Regions from separate parts of the Mus musculus genome. Here region 1 is linked to region 2. Evidence: chromatin contacts called from public HiChIP or PLAC-seq data. All regions are on one chromosome and are shown on one strand. The core of a region is the stretch at or near the end of the contact, and the rest is flanking DNA. Distances in the headings are between cores, read along the strand shown. Region 1 overlaps Akr1b10 (aldo-keto reductase family 1, member B10 (aldose reductase)). Region 2 has its middle 13 kb from the start of Akr1b3.

Region 1 (5,655 bases), core at 245-2,744, 68 kb before region 2:
TACCACAGTTATACCACATTTTTTGCTTGTTGTCCACTTACATGTATGGAAGGATATAGATAGGTTTTTTTTTTTTAATGTTTATGGACTTTTGACTAAAGTATTTAAATTTAATAATATATTGTGGTGTGTGTTAAGGTTTTCCACCTGTAGGGACAAAACATCAAAACATCACGTCAACCGACTTCCATAAAGTTGACATCATCTACCATCTGGCATCTAACATCTGCTTCAAGTTCTGTTTTTCTCTTTGTTCACCACAGTTCAGTAAGTTTAGCATAGAAGGCTGCTGGACAGCTAAACAGATTTCATGCAGATAGGCGCTTAGTCACTGAGAGAAAAAAGGTGAGGGTGGAATTTTCATGCGTGAAGAGATCCTGAGGAGAGGAAATCTTTTGATTTTAAAGATTGCAATTCTAGATTCAGTTTAGTGATGGACAAGTTCTGACCTGATTTAAGTCAGCTATAACACTTGAGTAGCCAGCAACCTGTGGAAAGGATATAGGTATGGCCATGGTGTGACGTTATTTGGGGCTGACACATGGGTGATGTGTTTCTTTCTATTCTTTTGTGTTTTCCTTTGATACCTCCTCATTTGTTAATAAGAAAACAAAGAGTTAATAAGTGACAAAGAGTGGAGAGTATCTGTGCATTCTGGGTACTGATGTGGCTGGAAGCCATGCAGGCTTTCTCATCTCTTCCTTCTCAAGGCCAGGCTTCCCAGGCCCGTTCTGGCCACTAGGATAGTGATTTTTCCAAGGCCCCTACTTGCCCTTTCCTTTCTTTTCTCTCTGCTAATCTCCGATGACCATTTCCTAGAACAGATGAACTCAGATCAGCATCAGTGGGGTTCTTGACTCCAGCAGCCTCCTGGAGCTGCTGAAAACAGTGTTCATCAGCACCCATACATGCAGGCATTCACTGAAATCAGACTCCAGATGGGGACTGGGTAAATAGTGCCATCATTTGTTAAATACTTTGAAATGGTGGAATGACATGGCTTTCCTTTCCTTAGCCATAGCTTGGATTGCAGATAGTGGGAGAATTTTAACGACATCATTTGGGGGTCAGTGGATATGAGAAAGCAAAGAAAGGAGATTCTATGTTATTTCTATGTTATTTGTGCTTCTATGTTATTTGTGCTGTTGGTACACAGGGTTCAGATTCTCCTGAGGTGAGACAATGTGACATTTCATCCTGGTTCCCTTTCCTGGGGGTGCAAAGTAGAGAAGGCTGCCTCCTTCTTTCTTGGCATTGTACTAACTCTGTCTTGTTTGGTTTTTAGCCCCATGGCTTACACTGTTTTTCTCTTTCCTTTATCTCTAGCCAGGTGAATGAACCCCTTAAGGTTTGGCTGACTTTGATAGTGGTGCTTGTTCCCTTTCTCTTTGCTGCTGTAAAATACTTACAGAGAGATGCTGGACCCTAGTGAAGGGCTCAGAGGAGCAGGAAGGTTTGGGTTCCTGAGGTCACAGTTTCCAGTCGGAGCTCAGGCAAAACCGATGGTTTCTTTTGTGTTGCTAAGGGGTACTGTGTACTATGCGTATGCGTGTCTCCTGGTTTGGTTTGGGTTTTTGTTTAGTTGGGGTTTTGTTTTGCTTTGCTTGTTTGCTGTCTAAAGACAAAGAGAAAGAAAGGATGTATAGTATTGGGTCTGTGGGGAGGCGAGGAGGATCTGGGAGGAATTGAGGGAAGGTGTTGGGCCTTATTTGGCTTTAGTTTGGGCCTTGAGGACAAACCTGAGCCTGGCTCAATTTTCGAGACCTGTCAATCTCCTCTGCTTGAGAATGACTCAGCACAACCTAAAGACCCACTACTATCGCTGTCAAGTTCTTATAGGCTCCATGAGATCACCCCACACCACCTCATTCCCCTACCCCCACCTCCTTGCCTTCTCTATATAAGCAAGTGCCTAATTTAATAAAGTGATTTCCTGCTTTGACAAGACTCTGGGCCCGGGTGTGTTCGTTTTGGGCTGTCGACACTCACCATCCCATTCAGTCTCGGAGAAACTCGGCTGGACCGGGTTCTCTCCTCTTGCCTGGACCTGCCAGCAGAGAGCCAACAGGAGGAGAAACCAGGACCAGAATATATTGAATGAAATTAAAAAAAAAAAAAAAGGAAGGGAAGGGAAGGGAAGGGAAGGGAAGGGAAGGGAAGGGAAAAGAGAAAAAGAAAGGGGAAATGGTCACTGAAGGGACCTGAGGCCTTTAGGAACTGCTGCAATTGGTCAAAGAGTAGTGGGTGCAGGGTCAGAAAGAGCCGAGCTCTGAGTCACAGCAAGTCCACAGAAGGGAACTTACTCTGGAAGATGCAGAAGTATTAAGCCTTTAGTGGGGTCGTGACTTCCAACTTACAGGTCTCTCCTTCTGTCTCTGAACCTATGAGAGGACACTTGATTGGTAATGCGTTCTGAAAATCATGTGAGTGATGTGTGTGTGTGTGTGTGTGTGTGTGTGTGCGCGCGCGTGCATGCTCGCGCATTTGTGCTAGTGAGAGTGGAGAGAGAGAAACAGAGAGAGACAGAAAGGAAGAAAGAAGAGGAGGAAGCAGCAGAAGGAGGAAGGGAGAAAGTGTGTGTGTATATGTGAGAGAGGGGGGAGGGGGAGAGGGAGATTATCAGTCTGGATCTTGCTGCTCTGACTGCCAAGTGCTAGGATTAAAGGTGTGTGCCACCACCGCCCAGTGGAAAAGAGGCTCTTAGAGAAGGGGCTAGCCTTGAGGTTAGTTTTATTCTCACAAACCCACTTCCCTCTAAGACATTGCAGCTCTTGTCTTGGTGGGAGAGAAGAATAGTGAGGATGGCTCATAAATCCAATGACTGGCATCAGAATGTCATGGGAAGGCAGATGGAGACACAAAGAAGAGCAGCTACATAGCAAAGAGCCTTGGGGGTATTGGTGACTACCACAAGTCAGAAAAGGTCAGTGAAAGAAACCTCAGAGCTTCCCTAGGGTGCACCACCCGTCTGAAACCTTGATGGAAGCGCTGGGATATCAATCAGGAGGGTATGAGGTCATTTCCAAGGTTGGCAGCAGCAGGAAGAGACGGCCAGTCCTAGGTATGAGAGGATACAGGAGGAAGAGGGATGTCCTACCCCAGAAGTGGTGTCAACCGGAAGGATTGGAATCTATGTGCAGGCACGAAGGAAGAGCTGGAGTTACTCAGAAAACGTCACTGCTGCTGAAACACCACTAGAGAAGATAGATGCACCACCTGCCTTTCTCTTTCTGTAGAACTTCGACCTCCTATCAGAAGCCCCCACTGAGCAACTGCAGAGGGAGCCATCTGACTAGGAAGCCTGGACTGCAAGTGTGCACACATGCCCGAGCACCATGTGCCTGGAGAAGAGAGAAGCAGGATATTTATATGAACATAACTAGGCCTGTGGGCAGCAGAGAATGGGGTGACACAGTGATCGTCAGTGAACATTGATTATGGAAAACAGGCATGGAGTTCTATAGAGCAGTCGTCCACTTAGTTCCTGAATAAATTTCTTTTTAAAAAAACATTTGAGAGCCGGGTGGTGGTGGTGTACGCCTTTAATCCCAGCACTCGGGAGGCAGAGGCAGGCAGATTTCTGAGTTCGAGGCCAGCCTGGTCTACAAAGTGAGTTCCAGGACAACCAGGGCTATACAGAGAAACCTTGTCTCAAAAAACAAAAAAAAAAAAAAAAACAAAAATAATAATAATAATAATAATAATAATTAATAAATAAATAAATAATTGAGGCCTGGTGTGATAGCTCACACCTTTGATTCCAGAACTCAGGAGGCAGAGGCAGGCCGATCTCTGAGTTTGAGGCCAACCTGATCTACAAAGTGAGTTCCAGGACAGCCAGGACTACACAAAGAAACCCTGTTTTGAAAAGTGAAACAAAAAATTAATTAAAAAATTTTTAACTGTGATTTGTGTGTGTTTTGTCTTTCTTTTATTATTATTATTTATTATTATTATTCATAAGTACACGGTAGTTCTCTTCAGATGCACCAGAAGAGGGCGTCAGATCTCATTACGGATGGTTGTGAACCACCATGTGGTTGCTGGGAATTGAACTCAGGACCTTCGGAAGAGCAGTCAGTGCTCTTAACCGCTGAGCCATCTCCCCAACCCTAAAAGTAGTTTTCTATAGGAAAAAAAAAAAAAGGCATGTCCCAGATTTATGGCAACAGTAAATGTTTTCATGTCCAGACTTCCACATTTTCTGCCCTACTTCTCTCATAGCATAGGAATAGGCATTTTGTGAATTTTAAGGGCTATTAAACCAACAGCTTTGACACTTTGGCATGATGGCATATTAAAGGCAAGATGGAGGAGTCAGGAGAAAGAGGAGGGCCTGGCAAGGAGGAGGCTCAGATAGAGGAGGAGGAAGAAAAGGAGGAAGAGGAAGAGGAGGGGAGGAGGAGGACAAGGAGGAGGAGGTGGCTCAGAGGGAGGAGGAGGCTCAGGGGAAGGAGGAGGAGGAGGCTCAGGGGGAGGAGGAGGCTCAGGGGGAGGAGGAGGATCAAACTGCCCTGAAATCTCTTGAGAGCACCTTCCTTTGAAACTTGCTTTAGCCACTGACTACCTGGGAGCTTCAGCAAGTTCTTGGCTCCCTCGTGCCTCCGTTTTCTCATGGTAAAATATGAATAATGAGAGTTGAATCCAATAAGTTCATCATTTGAAAAGTATTCTGACAGTTGAAAATGTCTACGATTATTGCTATTTTTATTATTTTATCTTTTTAATCTTCAGTGTTATTAGTGTTCCTGGTTTCTGACAAACATCCGGCCAGGTCAAATTAGTGACAAACATTGCCCTTTGCTGAGATGCATCTTCCTGTGACAGTCTGCTTCTAGTTGAACATGAGAATTTAAATGCAGAATTGCACTGTTGAGGCTGGTTTGGTATGATATCCAATAGGCTTGGCAAAAATAGGAGTCAGTAGGAGCGGGTTGCATATCAGTGAAGAGTGTCCTCCAGGCAAGCGCATCTGGTACTTGGCTTCAGTATTCCGCATGGAAAGGGAAGTCCTCGTTATGACTTGCTCTGCAGCAACAAGCATGGAGAAGAAATTGTTTCACGGAAGCAATGGGTATGATCTAAGATGCACTCTTAGGTGGTCTATTCAGCGTGTTTGTGCTTTCTCAGCCTCTTCTCCCATAAAACCACGAGAAAATTAGATGGTGGTGCATAGACCATGATCCTCTCCCTAAAGTATGAGTCAAGTATTTGAAGGAGGGCCCACAAGCGATCAGTGGCACTGTCACTAGTAAATTGTCATCATGAGGATCAGAAGCAAGCCAACCCACAGCTGAGGGTCTCAGAACCATTTTCCCAGTTTATTCTCACATTGCTGTGAAGTGGGAAATACTATTGAGATTGACAGACTGGCTATGAGTAGTAAATACGATACTAATGTAAGCAAAGCACTTAAAGTGTCTGCTGCATGCTAAATGAGCAGTCACTGAAGGTTAGCTGTGATTCATACTGTCATCTCTTTGTAGATAAAGCAGCTTGGTGACATCATCCGAATTACCCAAGGCCCCATCACTAATGAGTAAGTGGTAGAGTTTCAGGTACAAGCCAGCTAGTTTTACGTCTGAGTCCTTCAGTCTGTGACCTCACTCACGTATTGCACTCCATGTGGCAATCCTACTGCCTGCCAAATAAGCA
Region 2 (5,504 bases), core at 423-2,922:
GCTGATATGTTAAGAGAAGGACTTTTGTAGCATATGGGGTCCTCAGCATAGCATCAAACAATCTATTGTTCCTGTTAGAAGACCATAGAGTCTTATTGTCAATTCAGGGATCAAGGGCAAAAGCAGGAAATCCACTGGGAATTTTAAGTCTAGTTTAAGGCTTAATAGAAGAGAAGGGTAGAGTTTGATTAGGATTATGTGAGAATCACAACCTGATGGTTAAGAGGGGAAGACCAGCAAGGCAGTGAGTTTTCAATAAAAAAAAAAAAATCCAAGGAAATTTTGATGTTAAAAATTCTCATCAACGTTCTCTTCAAGTGAGTGAATAAGTCTTCTAAGAAGCTCCTGAGGTCAGCAGTGATGCGCGCTCTAAGTTTTATCTCTATCAGGCATGAATCTTTTTAGTGTACATGTATATATTTCTATCTGCCAGTATGCACTCAGGTGGGCACAGGCTGAAGAGACTGTCACTTTAGAACTGGGGTTCCAGGCAGTCATGAACCACCCGACACGGTCTGTGAATTGAATCTGTCCTCTGTAAGAGCACCTAGCACCCCTGACCTTGGCCACCTCTCCAGTCCGGACATGAATCTGCTGAAAGAGATTGCTAAGGTAGCAAGCCAACTGGTTAATGCGGCTGCATAGCGTCTAAAGTGTCATTTCTCAGAATGGATCTCATTGCAGGAAATAGAGAATCACGTAACTTTTTGTGGACAAAAGATACTGTGCGCATTAGTATTTTTATAAATGTTATATTTAAAATGGTAAAGTGTTATTCATTTATCAAACTGAATACAAGGACATGTATACATACATATTCAGTGATGGAGGGATGGAAGGAATCAATGAATGAATGAATGAATGAGTGAGTGAGTGAGTGAGTGAGTGAGTGAGTGAGTGAGTGAATGAATGAATGAATGAATGATCCAAATTAAGGAAAGCTGGTCAAGAAGCTGATTCTATCCCCGGCTTCTCCTTCCTCTTTAGGTTCCACTAAACATTTCCATCCCATTTGCTTAGCTATCCCAAAGTCCTGTTCATAATTTTAGCCCAGGGAGACCAAAGATATTTTTCAAAAAAATTCTCTTAGCATAGGTAAGTGAGGGAAGCATTTAGAAATTACTGCTGCCTACTGAGAATTGAATGTGGAAAATAAATAGCTCCAGTAACCGCCCGTGTGTTCATCCCTCCCACTGGCACAGAGCCGTTGCCACCCACTTCCAGTGGCAATCCTGTGGTCACCTCTACAGGGCAGTACTGCTGACGTGATCCCTGCCTAGCAATGCACACCCAGGGTATTACCATACTAGTGCCCATCCACAGAATGAAGTTAAGTGTTGCTGAAAAAAAAAAAAAGAAAATCAGTCAAGGGTAGTTACTAAGGCACAAGGAAGAATGTTTTCAGAACCCCTGCCTCTGGGCACTCCAGTGGAGGAGAGATGAGGCTCAAGGCTCAAGTCTAAATCCTGCATGGGCAAGCAGGAATTTAAAACCAAGGTGAGGTGTGGGGGTTTGTCCCGCGCTACCTCCCGCCAGTAGGATTGACAGGGCACACAGGATCCTTCTGCAGTAAAGTTTTAATGCGTCTTGAGAGTGAGAGCATCAGCTTACAGAGCGAAGAGTGGCAAAACCCCATCCCTTTTAAAGAGAATTGTCCTCCGCCTTGGACATGTCGCTCCCTGATTGGCTGCAGCCCATCAGCCGAGTTGTCAACAAGGGGAAGGCAGAGCACAAGGAGTGGAAAACTACCCTGGCACATGCGCAGATTACTTGTTTACTACTTAGAACACAGGATGTCAGCGCCATCTTGTAATGGCGAATGTGAGGGCGGCTCCTCACAGGGGTTGGTGGGTAGATAGTTACTAAGAGGAAAATACCATAGATGAGGTGAATCATAGCTAAACTGGTATAAGGACGTGTGTGACGATGTGTGAGAATGGTCAGGCAAGGCAAGGAGTGTGACCAGGTTTTGAGGAAGAGAGGTCTGCGCTAAATCAGCTTTGCAAGGCTCTTCGCTAAAGCCAGACTTCGTGATAAACACAGATAGGCCTAGCAGAGGTTTCATACACCTGACTATTTTCAGCAACTGAAGACTCTATCTCAGTTCCTTTTCTTGCTCTCCTTTGGCCTTATCAGGGCTTGGCAGCAAGCCTTCACTGAGGTCATCCTGAGCCTTGACTTCCAGGGACAGTAGGGACTGCTCTCCCACGGAGACTGAAAGTCTTTGTTCTGGTTTCATTTATGTTGCTGGGGATAATATATTCTTTTTAAAAGTAGCGTGGAGAGTCCATTGGATTACAGTTCCAGGTTCCAGCCAATTGCTGTGGGAAAGCCAAGGTGGGAACACAAAACAAGGTCAAGAGCAGAAAAAGAATGAACGTGTGCTTGGTTACTGCTTGGTTACTGCTTAGCGCTCAGCTAGGTTTCCCCTTCTGGGGCCTCGCCTATGAAATGGTGCCACACACATGGTCTTGGTCTTCCTACATCAATTAACCATCAAGATGCTCACTCCCAGAGACCTGCCCACAGGCCAAGCTTCTCTAGAGAACTCGTCATTAAGATGCTAGGTTGTGTCAAACTGACCATCTCTATCTCAAGTTAGACACACCAAATCCCAGAGTTGCTTCCTCCAGGAAGGAAAGCGGGAAGCTTTGTTCTTGGCCTCATTTCTTTAGTGAATAAGAAATCTTGCAACTGGATGAAGCAAACTGTAAAGTAACGTTCTAGAAGGGAGTGTATTTCAATTGTCCATAGCCTGGTCTACGTAATGAGTTTCCAAACAGGTCAGAGCTACATAGTGAGACACGGTCTGAAAAATGGACAAATGGAAAGAAAAGTCGAGTGAGTGTTTACAAGTTTATACGGCTGCTTCCTATAACGTAGAAAAAGGTAAAGATGGAAACCGAATTTCCAGCACCCCACAGGGCAACTCACAACTATCTGTAACTCTAGTTCCCAGGGATCTGACACCTTCTTCCGGGCTCTGAGGACACCAGGCAGGCATGCTGTACACATATAGATGTACATGCAGGTAAATCTCTCATACACATCATCATCATCATCAACACTAGGATGATGAGGTTAGGTCAGCAAAATGGCTCAGTGGATGGAAGCACTTGCCACCAAGACTGACATTCTGAGTTCGATCCCAGAGCTCCTCATGGGGAAAAAGAGGAACAAACTCCTGCAAGCTGTCCTATGACCTATATACACACATACATATATACACATGCTCACCTACATATATACACATGCTCACCTACATATATACACATGCTCACATACATATATACACATGCTCACATATATATATACACGCATGCTCACCTACATATATACACATGCTCACATACATATATACACATGCTCACATACATATATACACATGCTCACATACATATATATACATGCTCACCTACATATATACACATACACACAGCTAGGCACATACACATACATAGGAGAGGAAGAGAGAATCAATGTAGTTAAAATTTTTTTATTAAGCCTCTGAATGGACTATAATTAGTGGGAAAATCTTTTTTATTACATTTATTTGTTCACTTTACAACCCAGTATCAGCCCTTCCTCACCTCCTCCTAGTACCCCCTCATGCAAGTTCTCCCTACATTTTACCTTCCCCTTGTCAGAAGAACTCCCCCTCTCTATCCCCTATATACACATCAAGTCACTCTGGGACTAGGCACATGGTCTTCCACTGAGGCCAGAGGAGGTGGTCCATTTAGGGGCGTGGGATCCACAGGTGGGCAGGTAGCAGGCTCAGGGACAACCCTGGCTCCAGTTGTTGAGGGACCCACATGAAGACCAAGCTGCTCGTCTGCTACACATATGCAGGGAGCCTAGGTCTAGCCTGTGTTCGCTCTTTGGTTGGTGATTCAGTGTGTGGGAGACCTCAAGGGTCCAGGTTAGTTGACTCTGTTGGTCTTCCTGTGGAGTCCCTGTCCTCTTTGGGTCCCTCAATCCTTCTCCCAATTTCTCAGTAAGACTCCCTGAGCTCCATCTAATGTTTGGCTGTGGGTCTCTGCATCTCTAGCTATTGGTTACTAGTTGGAGACTCTCAGAGAACAGTTATGCTAGGTTCCAGTCTGCAAGCATAACAGAGTACCATTAATACTGTCAGGGATTGGTTCTTGGCCATGGGATAGGTCTCAATTTGGGGCAGTCATTGGCTGGCCACTCTCTTGGTCTCTGCTCCATCTTTGTCCCTGCACATCTTGTAGGTAGGACACATTTTGGGTAGAAGGCTTTGTCTGTGGGTTGCTGTTCTTATCCTTCCCCTGGGAGTCCTGCCTGGCTGCAAGAAGTGGCCACTTCAGGATCCATGTCCCCCACTGCTAGCAATCTCGCTCCCATAGACCCTCTGGGGCCTCTCCCCATCCCAGGTCTCTGGTACTTCCTAGAGGTTGATTGCCCTTCCCCAGCAGATCTCCCTTCTCTATGATCTCCTCTGCCCATCCCCCTTTCCTCTTCCATTCAGTTCCCTCCTCCCATCCACCTCCAATATCTATTTGTTTCCCCTTCTGACAAAGATTCAACCATCTTTAAACTTTTTAAAGGAAGATCTCAAAGAACTGCCCTCAGCCAAGCTCTGTTGTGCGATGTTCATACTCATTCTTTGTTGACTACCACATGGCCCAGCTCCACAAGGACTTACCACTAGCCAGGACAGTGGCAAAACATACTTTCATGAGGCTGTTTTGATAAACAAATGAACTGCAATATGCATGCTATATAGCACAGTCTTTGGCATATCATAAACATGTATGCAGTTTATTGTTAATAAAAATGATAACACAAAAGTAAAATGTATGCAAGCTACTTCATTAGTAGCAACACACACACACAAACACCTCTTCCTGAAAGGCCATATCACCATGCAGCTATGAACCCCTGCTGCAGACAGTGGGAGCAACCCTGAAGAATAGGAGCTGTTTGTCTGGGTTGATTTCTTCCCGGTATAAAGTCCAACCTCAAAGGAAACCTTCCTGTCTCCAGCATCAGTGACGGGTGGTAGGCTGGGGTGGGGATAAACAAATAGCTACCACTTGCAAAAAGCAGTCAAAGATGATATGGCATACCCACAAGCTTGAAATCAATGCCTTAGCAGATAATCCAACATGGAATACACCATTAATATTGATCTCAATGCTTTGGCATCAGTCTCCTGGTCATTCCTGGCATGCTAGGCACAAGCCCCAAGCCCCAAGCCCCAAGCAGACAAAAGAGGCTATGGTGGCATTATGCAACTTACATTCTCTGATCCTTTTAACCTCTTTGGGGTCAGAAAATCATTCAAGAATCTCAAGGAGAGTTTTGAATTCTTCTATGGGTGAGTACACAATAAAATATGAACCCTAGGCTGTCGGGATGGTTCAGTGGGTAAAGCTGAACCTTAGAACTAAGCCTGACGGCCTGAGTTCAAGCTCTGGGGCCCACGTGGCAGAAGAGAGCCAACACCTGAATGTCCTTCTCTGTATACTGTAGCA

Evidence for each region. HiChIP or PLAC-seq counts read pairs in DNA pulled down with a chosen protein or histone mark.
Region 1: an H3K27ac HiChIP or PLAC-seq map of embryonic stem cells shows a contact between it and region 2, with 6 read pairs. The contact joins two enhancer-like sites. A contact is called at or near these places in 1 of 39 promoter capture datasets (macrophages), 1 of 484 Hi-C or Micro-C datasets (forebrain), 2 of 115 datasets of contacts at active chromatin or transcription factors (double positive thymocytes and embryonic stem cells) and 3 of 9 other capture datasets (adipose tissue, liver and pancreatic islet).

Annotation. Positions count from the first base shown.
Region 1 is chr6:34,395,985-34,401,639 of GRCm38.p6, reverse strand. It overlaps Akr1b10 (aldo-keto reductase family 1, member B10 (aldose reductase)), which reads right to left. Exons shown (of 10, transcript NM_172398.3): 10 at 4,691-5,028. The coding sequence ends at 4,986. Among named protein-coding and RNA genes, the nearest start is that of Akr1b7, 14 kb to the left of the region's middle. Within about 2 kb of position 1,494, at least 23 of the 459 cell types and tissues checked have an H3K27ac peak or open chromatin away from gene starts, as enhancers often do. A contact at or near this core is called in embryonic stem cells, where this site is marked.
Region 2 is chr6:34,328,204-34,333,707 of GRCm38.p6, reverse strand. No RefSeq gene overlaps it. Among named protein-coding and RNA genes, the nearest start is that of Akr1b3, 13 kb to the right of the region's middle. Within about 2 kb of position 1,672, at least 13 of the 459 cell types and tissues checked have an H3K27ac peak or open chromatin away from gene starts, as enhancers often do. A contact at or near this core is called in embryonic stem cells, where this site is marked.